2 separate regions of the Mus musculus genome follow, and region 1 is linked to region 2. A link is a contact called in public promoter capture Hi-C data. All regions are on one chromosome and are shown on one strand. Each heading gives the region's core, a stretch centred on a gene start, on an enhancer-like site or on the middle of the called end of the contact. The rest is flanking DNA. Distances are from core to core; before and after follow the strand shown. Region 1 holds the start of Uqcr11 (ubiquinol-cytochrome c reductase, complex III subunit XI). Region 2 holds the start of Apc2 (APC regulator of WNT signaling pathway 2).

Region 1 (6,318 bases), core at 1,148-3,647, 110 kb before region 2:
AGCTATTCAGTGTGCCAGCAGTCCCAATTCAGTGCTGGAGTCCTGTAGGATTCCTAGGGGATGCTGGTCTTGGGTCTGCACTGGAATCCTGAAGAACAGGGTTCTGACACCAGTGAGGGCAAGCAGGCAAAAAGCAAAAGCATTCTCCTTCCATGCCCTCTTATGTGGGCTACCACCGGAAGGTGTGGCCCAGGTTTAGGGGGTCCCAGCACAAGCGTCCCCTACAGGTGTGCCCAGCAGGTTGGGTGAGTTGATTCCAGCTGTAAAGCTGGGTCAGCAGACACATCACACAAGCCTATGCTCCCACAGCTGCCTCCTACATTCTCATCTGTACACTGGTCCTTGGGTCCCCTCCCAAGTATTGTCCCCTTGTTTCAGATCCCAGTGGCATCCTAGTCTCTTGGTAGGATAATGGTGAGACCACCAGGACACACCACAACACTGTTCATGCCTGTTCCATGCTGACCTCTGTCCCCACAAGTTACACTTCCTGAAACACCTCAAAAGCCTCTAGTGAGGAAGATTTTGTTCGGAACCATGGTAACGCCTTGTTATGGCAAATAATCTGTTTACCACTTTGGCTCGGGAACCTGCCACTTCTGGAAGCCATGGGAGGAACAGCTGGAATGAATACAAGACTGCCTTGCCTTATCTCTGCTTTAGTGGCAAACAGGCAGGAGAGTGTGGGATCACCCAGACTTCAGGCTTTTGGGAAGCAATTGACCTGTCTTGGGCCCAAGTGGCTGTGAGTCCCTATGCCCGGGGGTGCATGGCCACCCTCTGACAGTCTCCATCTCCCTGATCTAGACTTACAGAAGTGTAGCTACATCTCTATGAAGTTGGGTCCTCAGGCAACTTACCACTGAGGCCCTCTGCCTTATGACCTTTTTTAAGGTTGCACTGTGTGTGTTTGGCCTGTAGCTTGCCATGCTGGCAAGGCTGGTATTAACTCAGCTCCAGGTCTGTCAGTCTCCCCAGTCCTAAGCATTAAACACGTGGCCACCATACCCAGCTTTGCTTTTTTTAAAGTTTATGGGATGTTTTGTCTGTATATTTATCTGTGCACCACGTGTGTGCAGGCTCTGATGTCAAAAGAGGGCATCAGATCTCCCAGAAATGGAGCTACAAGGGGCTGGGTGCTGCCATGTGGGTGCTGGAAACCAAACCCAACATGAATGAACAGGCAGTGCTCCTAGCCGTACCTGAGACAGGCTTTTGGCTGAACCTGGAGGTGACCAGAGTAGTTCAGCCTTTGGATCCCGTGTCTGTCATCCTATGTTGACAGGGGTTACAAGTGTGGGCCACCACACATGGTTTATGTGGTCCTCATGCTATATGACACACACTTTACCCACTGAACTGTCTCTTCAGCCTGATATCCTTTTGTGTCAACCAGAGGACATGGTCTCCTGAGGGCAAAGAATTTTCCTTGCTCCACAATCCTAAGGGCATGGAACCCCCAACCTAGTAATAAGGCCCGCCCCTGATGTAGCAACTCTGTGGTCTGGTTCTTGGCTAAGGTCAGTGGCATAACTGAACCTACATACATTGGGCCTGTGGGGTCCAGGGCTCCGCAGACACCCATATGCCAGTCGCTGACCATTCAAAAGTGAGGCTGAAGTAACAAGGGACAGACCTTCTATCTAGGCTCCTTCCGGAGGGATGTGTATCTGAGGATGTGCCCGCCTTCTTTCTGCCAGTCAGGGGTGCAGTTAGTGGGTTAGCTGAGTAGTTAAAATGTGCCTGTTCTGGGAGATCAGGCAAAGCAGGGACTTAAGCAGAGAGGGTAACCAATGAGAGTCAGCCTGTGCACCAAAGGTGTCCCATTGCAAAAATCCAAGCAAATGGAGGTTAAGAGGGCACTTGCCATTTGACTGGAGTCCCTCAGCGACTCACCGACAACTTCAAATGTATTCAAAGGTGTGGCCCAACTCGAGCCTTTCCCCTTCAGGGTCTGTGCTCAAGTTCCTCTGGTTTAAATTGATCAAAGATAGGGCTGTGGCTCAGTGGGACGAACGCTCCTCTAGCGTGTCCAAGGCTCTGGGGTCCAGTCCCAGCACTCCCTGTCTACCCCAGGCTTACACTTTAGGAGGTGGAGGCAGGAGTCTGAGGAATTCACGGCCAGCCCTGAATATAGGAGACCCCCATATCAAAAACACCTAAGTATGTGTATTATTAAAGTTATTATCAGATTAGTACTACGTGGTCAAAGTCACACACACTCTCCCCACCCCATCCCCGGTGTTCCAGTGTGCATGGAGCTACTGCTGGGATCCACTGCAACCACAGAACCAGGACAGAAGCGGATCAGTAACGTCTTTCTCTCCTCCCCGGAAGTAGATGTCAATGTCTTCGGCGCCACCCCCGGAAAAGGTGGAGCGATCGCCTTCACGCATGCGCTATACGTCTGCACATGCGTAGTGCTCCAGGGCAGCGGAACGGGGTGACCCTGAGTATTGAGACCCTGCAGCGATGCTGAGCAGGTTTCTAGGCCCGCGCTACCGGGAACTGGCCAGAAACTGGTGAGGAGGTCACCCGCCATTCCACCGTGTGCTCTGGGGACTGGGGAAACCTGAGGCTGTAACAGGCAGAGTATTGCGGGACACAGTGCAGGTGGAAGCTCCGAGGTTAAGCTGCAATCGCCTTCGTTCGGTGTCTGAGGTGCTCCAAGCCTGGGTTTCCCCAGCTTGACCTGGGTAGCCTTGTGTGCGGCTCTGGGTGGGTACCCTGGACTCCTACGGCTCGGAACTCCGACGTGCAGCCTGGCGACTTGCAGCCTTTGGCTTTGATTTTGCAGTCTTTCGTGTACTTCGTTTTTTCGTTTAAACAGTGTTTTTGTAACCCCAAGTTGGTCTGGAACTCCCACCAATCATCCTGCCTCACACTTCTTGAACGCTAGAATAGCGGGCACCCACCCTCACCTGAATGTTTTCTTTGCATGCGTGTCTGTGTACCGTATACGTGCCCAGTATCCAGGTAGGCGAGAAGAGGCCATCGGCTCCCCTGGTACTAGAGCTAGAAATGGTTATGAAGCATGTGGGTGCTGGAAATTGAACCTGGGATCTCTGGGAAAAGGGCCATCTTCTCCAGTTTAATTTTTATTAATAGTTTATTTCCAATTATATGTATATGTGTGGGTTTGTGTGCGTGTAGTACATAGAACCGGTACTACACGCACAGGTGCCGGAAGTCTCCAGAAGATGGTGCTCAGGGTCCATCCACAGCGCCACACAGGGGTTGTCACAGCACTGGGGGTAGAGGGGTGGGGTGGTGGCAGGCAAGAGCCAGGAGTTTATGGCCATCCTCTGATACATAGTGAATTCCAGGTCGGGGTAGGGTACATTGAACCCTGTCTCCATGAATGATGAATGAATGAGTATAGCTATACCATGACTGACCCTTCTGGGTAGGCTGTATGGTATTAGTGGCCGCAGCGGAGGGTGGCATGGATCAGACAGAAGACACCTGCTGGGAGGCCAGGGAGAGGGCTCACCTGTGGGAGATTCCGTTTGTGTGTGAGGCTTGGAGGTGACACTCTGGGTGTCTTAGCAGGGGACAGAGGAGGTAAGGTTCTGGCACTGTTGCTCAGTGGCTGGTATCTTGGTGCTCTGTGTAGTTCAGATTCATGGGCTGTCTACAAACTGTCCACATGGTCCCACTGGGCATAACCAAACAGAGCAGTATCCACATGGTCCCACTGGGCATAACCAAACAGAGCAGCGGATGAACTTTGCCCCCAGTAGCCTGGTCCTGCTGCCCAGGGAAGGGTCTTCTGATGAATCAGCCCCAACTCCCACTCACCTGAGACAAGAATCTCACTGACATCCAGTCCTCGGAAGCCAAGTGCCAGCTGTCACGGTCACATATGCGATGTAACAGGAGTTTACAAGTTTACCACAGTATGTTGCCCATCGTGATAGTGCATGCCTGTAATCCAAAGGCTTGGGAGGCTGAGGCAGGAGGATCACAGGTTCTAGGTGTGCTTAAGTTGCATATTGAGTCTTGTCTCAAAAAACTCTAGGCAAAAAGTAATAATGGCTGTGCTGAGAGTCAAGGACTCAGGCACAGCTCGGCCAAGCTCAGCCAGGCTCAGTTCCCAACCCGTGCCTCGAGCACTCTCCTAGTTTTACTTTCATGTAGGTCTCATGGAACCGGGGCAGGCTTCTAACTCTCTCTGTGACCAGAGATAGCCTTGAACTCATGAACGCACCTGGTTCATGTGCTTGGGATGGAAGCCAGGGCTTCCTGTGTGTCAGGCAAGCTCTCTATCCACTGAGCAACAGCCACAGCCTCCCCTCCACCCTGGTTTTTATGTCATGTATGTGTGTGTGTTGTATTTTATATGTCATGTCTGTGTGTTTGTTGGCACCAGTGCCAGCCACAGTATGTGCATGGAAGTCAGACAGCAGCTTGAAAGTGTGGGTTCCCTACGACCTGGGTTCCAGTGACCATGACAGGCTTGGTAGCAGGGGGCCTTTTCCCTCTGAGCTGGCCTCAAACTCCGAGAGAGTGCTGGGGTTAGGGTTATAGTGTGAGCACTGTGCCTGGTGACCACGTTTTTATTTTTCAAGTAGGATCTCAGTCTGTAGCTTGGGCTGGTTTTGTCTGTAGTTGTTGTTTTGAGACAAGTTTCTCTGTGTAGTCCTAGCTGTCTTGAACTCAGACATCCTCCTCCTGCCTCTGCCTCTCAAGTGCTGGGGTTAAAGGTGAGTGCTAGCCTGCCTGGCCTGTGAATCTGGTTTTGAACTCAAAGCAGCCCTCCTGTCTCAGCCTCCCAAGTCTGGTGGTGGGGGTTATGCAGGACCTCCTGCCCTGCAAAGTCGAGGGAATATTGTGGGCCCTTGACTGACATCAGCATGGGATATGATGGGAGAAGGTTCTCAAAGGCTAAGTTACCAGCAGAGTCTAACAGCCTCACTCTTTCCTACCAGGATTCCCACAGCCGGCATGTGGGGCACTGTGGGTGCCGTGGGACTGGTGTGGGCCACGGACTGGCGGCTGATCCTGGACTGGGTGCCTTACATCAACGGCAAGTTTAAGAAGGACGATTAGGCAGCCCCTCCCCCACCACAGGCCTCGATGGTGAGTCTGAGTGTTGGCCTGACTTCTATGGATTGGGAGTTCTGGGGTGGCCTGGACCTTAAGCAGGAATTCCTTTTGTCCCTTGCCATCATCTCTTTTGTTCCTTGTATCTCTTGGAATACATTGCATGCTGAGGGCATGCAACACTGTGTCCCCATCAAACCACACCAAACTGGCTATTTTGCTAATGTTGGTAGCTTGTTGCCCAGAGTACAGTCCTATTTAGACCACCTGACTTGTGTATATGTGTGTATGTGCAAGTATGTATGTGCACATGCACACATAGGGAGGCCAGAGACTGAGATGGGAGCTTTCCTCTGTCTCTACTATCTATCACCTTTAATCAGAGTCTCTCACTGAACCAGAAATGTGCCACTTTGGCTTGGTCCTGGCTAGCCAGCACCTTCCCAGGGTCAGCCTGTCTCTTGCGGCCTTGTCCCTAAAGTGCTGGGACTATAAGTATATATAGCCATGCTTAGCTTTGATGTACTACTGGAGATTTGAACTCAGTTCCTGGTCCTTTCACAGCAGGCTCTTACTGGCCATCTCTCTAGCTTGTCCACTTTGTGTTTTAAGGTTCATGTTTGTGTGTGTGTTTGGGGGCTGTACCTGCAGTGCTCACAGAGGCCACAAGGGGGCATCTGACCTGAAGTCTGGTGGTTATGAGCTGCTGTGTGTGGTTGCTGGGAACTGGACCCAGGTCACCTCTCCAGATCCATCCATACAGGTCTCTTGTTGAACTGGAGCTCCTGGATTAGGTAGACTGGCCAGTGAGCCTCCTGACTTTTTGCATGTCTGCTGGGGGGTGGATGGAACTCATTTCCTACCTACTTATTGCTCCTCCAACCCTCTCACTCCATCTTATAGACAAGGGCCTTGTAGTGTGACACTGCTGGCATCACTCCCAGAGCTCAGAGGCCCTGGGCTGCCCGAGCTGGTTCAGTGTGCTTAGCTTACTCACCCTTTGTCCCCTCCCCCAGGTACCATGTGCCGAGGCCTCAGACACAGCGTAGTCCTGTGGAAGACACTGAGGAAGCTGGACACTGGAGAGGTCTGCACCGCTCAGGGAGCTTCCATGTTGACAGACACTAGGGCTGCCTTGATGGGTGCAGCATTAAACCTTATTCTTATGCCTTGGACGCCTGGCTCCTTCCTCATCATCTTCCTCAAGGCTTTCCGTGCTCAAGGGAAATTCGTCTCAGCCCCCAGCACTTGCACGTCTGGGAGAGTCTTTAA
Region 2 (5,619 bases), core at 1,226-3,725:
AGGCACTGAGGAGGCTGAGGCAGAAGACTGACCAGCCTGGACTGCTGGACTGTACGCTGAGACCTCTTTCTTTCTTTCTTTCTTTCTTTCTTTCTTTCTTTCTTTCTTTCTTTCTTTCTCTCTTTCTCTCTTTCTCTCTCCTCTCTCTCTCTTTCCTTATTCCTTTCTTTTTAAAGATTTATTTATTTATTATATATAAGTATACTGTAGTTGTCTTGATACACACCAGAAGAGGGCATTAGATCTTATGTGGTTTCTGGGATTTGGACTCAGGACCTCTGAAAAAGCAGTCAGTGCTCTTAACCGCTGAGCCATCTCCCCAGTACAAGACCCCTTTCTTTAAATTTTTTGTTTAAATAGGCTAAGTTATCGGAGTGGGCAAAGGTATTTGTCGGCAACCTAAGAACCCTGAGTTTGACTCCCGGGATTTCCTGGTGTTCTCTGACTTCCACACATGTGCTATGGTGTCCCCAAAGAAATAAATGTGGTCAGGGATCCAGAAAGGAAAAACAATACCAATTAACAAAGTTCTATTTCCATTTTACAGAGCATTCATCTGAGAAGTTGCGCCGCAGAGCGGACTTAAACTGTTTGTCAAGTGACCTCGTGCAACCCAGAGGGGCCGAGCTGGGTTGCCCCCTTTGGTGCTGCCCCCTCCACTGGCCCTGGGCCCAGAATTTTTGGGCTTCTGTCCTTCTATCAACAAAGGCCTCCTTGAGGATCTCTGGCGTCAGGCCTGTTTCTGAGCCCTGACTTTGGATACGGCTCTGTCCCTAGGGACGCCTGTATGTCTCGGCCCCGGAGATGGGGGTGGAGGCTCTTCTCTCCCAGGAGCCTTTCCCCTTGCCAGGAATGTCCTCATATCCTCTGTCCACCAGTTGGGGTCAGCCAGACAGGGATAGAGTGGAGATGAGTGAAAGAGCCTGGAGGTGGGTGTGGCTGGTTGGGGGCGGGGTCATTGCCAGCGACCCAATCCGAGGGCAGAGGTCCCTGGGGGCAGGTCCTTTCCCACGCCCTCTCACCTCTCCTGGTCCAGTTCTTCCAGCAGGCGGATGGTGGCCCGGCTCAGCTCTCCAAAGCTGTCCTTGGATGGTCCAGAGCCGTGCACTGGGCTTCCCTCTGGAGTCCGGGCGGCAGGCTCCGGGCCCAGGGCTGGAGCATGAAACTTGAGGTTGTACAGGCTACTGATGTCAGTCTGAAGAGCTGGAGGGAGGGAGGCACTGGTGAAGGTCAGTGACCTGCTCTTGCTATATCCCTGCTGGCCATGGGCCGTTCTGGAAGTCACTCACCTTTCAGTTGCTCTAACACTTCTGTCTGCCCGGAAGACACGAGCACTCTCGCCTCCTGCTCCAGCTTGCCCTGGAGGTGTTTCAGGACCTCCTGCGGGCATGGTAGGGAATAGGTCTGTGAGCATCAGGGCTGCCTGGACACACAGACATCTGTCACCCTGGCAGTCCACATGCCTTGAGGACCCCTCCCAAGACATCGGTGCTTTCGTGTCTGTCTTTCTGACCCATGCCCTCCATGCAGGCTCTCACCTTCATTCCAGAAGTCTCTGTCTCAAGCTTGGAGAGATGGCTAGAGTTATCCCTCAGCTCCTGCCTTAAGTGAGTGTTCTCGGCCTTCAGGGCCTCCACCTGGCGCACCAGCTGCTCATATGAGGCCATGGAGCTGGTCATTTTCAACTCCTGCAGTGCCTGGGGGTAAGGGGTCACAACAGTGGGTGCTGGTCATCGGCTCCCTCTCAGAAAGTCCTGGAGCAGAGCCCAGCCCTCCCACCCATCCTGGGTGTGCCCTCGAGGCAGGAATAGTGTCAACCAGTCACCTGGGAACCAGCATTTGAGAGAGACATAGAAACAGGAGGAATTGAACCTGGGAGGCTATTTGATGTGTATAAGGCTAACTGATGGGTGGACAGACAGAAAGACTCTATGATACCTGTACTGACAGCCAGAGAGACACACAGACATCTGTCACCCTGGCAGTCTAAGTCAGCAGGGCCACCTGGAGGCCACCAGGCTCACAGACTGACACAGGAGAAGCTGACTGCAGACAGACAGACAGACAGACAGACAGGAGGGCAGACACACTGGGAAGGAGGGGTCACTAGATAGCCCAGAACACCCTGAAGGCCGAGCAGCCTTGGCTAAGAGAGTGATGGGCAAGAGGAAGGGAGGGCGATGCAGAAGACCCCGACTCACCACAATCCTCCCAGGTGTTTGTGTCCTGGGCCGGGACCCCCTGTGGCCCCACATCCCTCCACTCACGCAAGGGTCCCCAGTGGCTCTGTTCATGGCTCAGCAACCTCCAGCCTGGATACCATGCCTCCCTCAGCTCCGTCACAGCCCCATTCTTTGTGCTTCTGTCTGTCTTTTCTTTCTCTCTCTGTCCGGCCTCCTCCCTCTGTCCAGTTGGCCAGCACCTTCTCCCCCAGCTTGGCTCTCCCTCCAAGGCTATCCTGAGACCTCCACGACTGATCCTCCTTCCGTCTTTGTTCCCTTCCGTCTATGGAAGCCCCCTCCCTCCGCCTTTGTCTGAGGTCCACCAATAGCATCCTCTCGTCCTGAGGCACGGTGGAGTGCGTAACACCATCTCATCCTCTCGGCTGCTCCCTCCTCAGGAGCTTCCTCTCCTTGCCAGCCTTGAGGCTTCATCCCAAACCAACCACACCCCCTCCCCTGCTTAGGTGACACCTGCTCCCCCCACCCCCAACACACATAACCTAATGCTCTTTTTTTCCCTTCTTCTCTGGAAAGCCCCGCCTACCCTGATGTCACCCAGGACATGGGTAGAGGGAAGCAGTGAGTGTCTAGGGTCTCAGCCCCTCATCATTCCATCCCCTCAGAGGACCTGCTGTGGACCTAGCCATGCCTTCTGCTCTCTTCCTAAAACAGCTGTTCCCCCAAAAGGGAAACTGAGGTCCAGGGCTGAGGGGTGGGAAAGAAGAGGGGGAGGAGGAAAGACAGACATAATCAAAATCCAGACCCTGGGATGCTCAGAAGTCCAGGCAGTTAGGCAGGCATGGTGGCGCTCACCCATTGTTTCAGCACTCAGAAGGTGGTGGTAGGAAGATCAAGAATTCAAGCCTAGCTTAGGCTACATATTGGGTTCATGACTAGCCTGGGCTACATATGGCTCTGTCTCAAAAGACCAAAAATTAATACAAACAAAGCAGTCCCCTCTCCACGCCTTCTGCATCCACCTGAAGGGTGAGGAAAATCCTGGCCGGTCCAAGGGCTGACAGAAGGTCCCAAGGGAGACCTACTCATGCTTGTCTTTGGGTAGGATGTTAATCCTACCCAAACCAAATTCGGGGTATCCCAGCTAGGAACAAGGCTCATATCTAATCTAAGCCCTGGTTGGAGCTGAAGTCACCCATGCCCTGCCCAGCCAAAAGAAACAGATGAGGCTCGGCAGGTACGGACATCCATCCCCACATGCCAACCTGTGCCGACGTTCTCAGTCCACATTTGATGCCCTTCTTTAATGTACCCTGTTGTTCGGAATCCACAGGGCTACCAGCCCTCTAGGCTGGGTGCATTCGCATTCGATTCTGCACCCCTCTCACCAGGCCACTCCTCCATCCTCTCCTTGCCTGCTATATACTGAAGTCACACTCCCCTCCAAAAGACGCCATCCTTGCACTATGGCTCCTGATGCCCTCGGGATAAGCCTTGACCCCCACAGGCACACTGGAATTCGCTGGGGACAGAGATGCACTCACTTGTCCTTAGGTTTGCACACGAGGCCACCTTTGACTCCGGTAGCCCCACAACCTACATCGTCCTACAGAAAGAGCCGCCTCCATCCCCAGCCCCAAGCTTCCATCAAGAAGCCACCTCGGCAGATGACAGGAAAACAGCAATAAAGGAATGTGGGTTTACGGAGCGATTCAGAGGAGGGAGGCACAACACCCAGAGGTGTGCATCTCTGACTTCCTGTCATCCCGTTCCCTCTACAGAGTAGAGAGGAAAAGACTCAGACCAGAGCACACAGCAATTCCCCTGGGGCGCACAGCATCCTTCTCTCTTCCATTCCTTATGCACCATCTCCCAAGAATCCGGTGTGGGAACCGTGAATGTGTGTGTGTGTGTGTGTGTGTGTGTGTGTAGGACCAGCCGCAGCGCCTCATCCGGACTCAGTTTCCCCTCAGCTCCTATTCTGCCTTGGAGTCCGTACTGACAGGGCGCGGCAGGTCGCGCCCCTGCCCTCCACCCAAGGGAAGACGCACGGCTTACTTGCGTCTGGGGTAGCTGTAAAGCCCAGGGCCTTCTCCCTCCTCTTGGCTAGGCCTACAAGCCAGACCTGGGGTGTCTAGGTCTCCGGGGGTCTCGGCAGCACAGGCAGAGGGGGTTGTTCCAGAGGGACAAAGCCGCATCCCGGCCTAGCCAGGCGGCGCTGCCGCTCCGGCGCTGGGCGAGACCACTGCAAGCGAGCAGGGGAGGATGCGGGATGCAGGGGCCTGGGCCAATGGCGGCGCGGGAAGACGAGCTGGTGCTATGGCGACAGCCAATAGCAACCCGGGGCAGGGACCCGTGCTGACCGTGGAGCATCGGGCCTCTGCTGGAGCTTAGGGGCCGATGGGGGTGAGGGTGGGGGACAGTGGGATTGGCAAACTCCTTACCAAGGGGGAAAGGAGGTGCCCCGAGGACTAAGACTCCAAGCAAAACATCAAACTGATAAATATTACACCAAAGTCTTGGGGAAGGGGACCACTCAATCCACCTGCCAGGCGTGGAAGTGTCAAGACAGGAAGGGCTGGGAGCAAGCAAAGCCAAGAATGCCCTGAGGTCCCAAGTAATCTGGGACTTGGAAGGTTGGGAGATGGGCAGGCACTCGGGGAGAGATTGGCAACCTCTTCCCATCTTTCTCCAAGTACCAGGGTCTGCCATTTCCTGTGACAGTTCCTCTCTGTCTCTGTCCCTGTTTCTATGTCCCCTTCAGTCTCTCTCCAGCTTCAGCTCCATGATAGGCAGAAGGTTCTTGAAGGTGCTTAACCTTCAGAGCCTGGAGCTGGAGAGATGGCTCAGTGGTTAACAGTGCACATTCCTCTCCATTGGACACAAGTTCGGATACCAACAGCCAGGTCTAGTGGCTCACAGCCGCCTGGAACTCCGGTTCCAGGGGATCCCACACTTCTAGTGAGTGCCTGCATGCGCATGCATGTGCGCACACACACACACACACACACACACACACACACACACACACACAGAGAGAGAGAGAGAGAGAGAGAGAGAGAGAGAGAGAGAGAGAGTCCCCTGGCTGCCAGCCCCACTCACAGGACACAAAGGTTGTTGGTGCGGGAGAGGCAGCTATGTGGCCTAATGTGGTATTTTCCTATCCGGGGGACCCAGAAAAGTCATAGAGTTCCTGCTCCTCTGTGGACGTGAAGGTGTTACAGGCTGGCCAAGGGACCTCCTTATCCCACAGTGTCTCTAGGCAGTAAATGCCTAGAGCAGCAGGGACTGAAAGACTTCCGGCCAAGGCGCAGCATAGACCTGCAGCTGCAGTAACAGCAGCATCCAGCTGACTGAACGGCAACATCCAGAGTTGGACAGGGCTGTCCCTGCTGACCCAGGAAGGAGGTGGCAGAGGGGCTCTTGCTGGAGCTGGGGA

The links. Capture Hi-C pulls out chosen DNA fragments and counts their contacts.
Region 1: a promoter capture Hi-C map of adipose tissue shows a contact between it and region 2. The contact joins the promoter of Uqcr11 here to the promoter of Apc2 in region 2. A contact is called at or near these places in 6 of 39 promoter capture datasets (embryonic stem cells, hippocampal neurons, liver and 3 more), 6 of 484 Hi-C or Micro-C datasets (B cells, bone marrow-derived macrophages, natural killer cells and 1 more), 7 of 115 datasets of contacts at active chromatin or transcription factors (the SCID.adh cell line, T-cell acute lymphoblastic leukemia, effector CD8 T cells and 3 more) and 4 of 9 other capture datasets (adipose tissue, embryonic stem cells, liver and 1 more).

Annotation. Positions count from the first base shown.
Region 1 is chr10:80,402,900-80,409,217 of GRCm38.p6, reverse strand. It overlaps Uqcr11 (ubiquinol-cytochrome c reductase, complex III subunit XI), which reads left to right and starts at 2,397. Exons shown (of 3, transcript NM_025650.2): 1 at 2,397-2,522; 2 at 4,932-5,082; 3 at 6,063-6,221. The coding sequence starts at 2,473. The coding sequence ends at 5,052.
Region 2 is chr10:80,297,898-80,303,516 of GRCm38.p6, reverse strand. It overlaps Apc2 (APC regulator of WNT signaling pathway 2), which reads right to left and starts at 2,475. Exons shown (of 15, transcript NM_001372241.1): 1 at 2,202-2,475; 2 at 1,539-1,697; 3 at 1,290-1,380; 4 at 1,023-1,203. The coding sequence starts at 2,294. It overlaps Gm30682 (a long non-coding RNA gene), which reads left to right and starts at 5,190. Exons shown (of 3, transcript XR_871874.3): 1 at 5,190-5,619.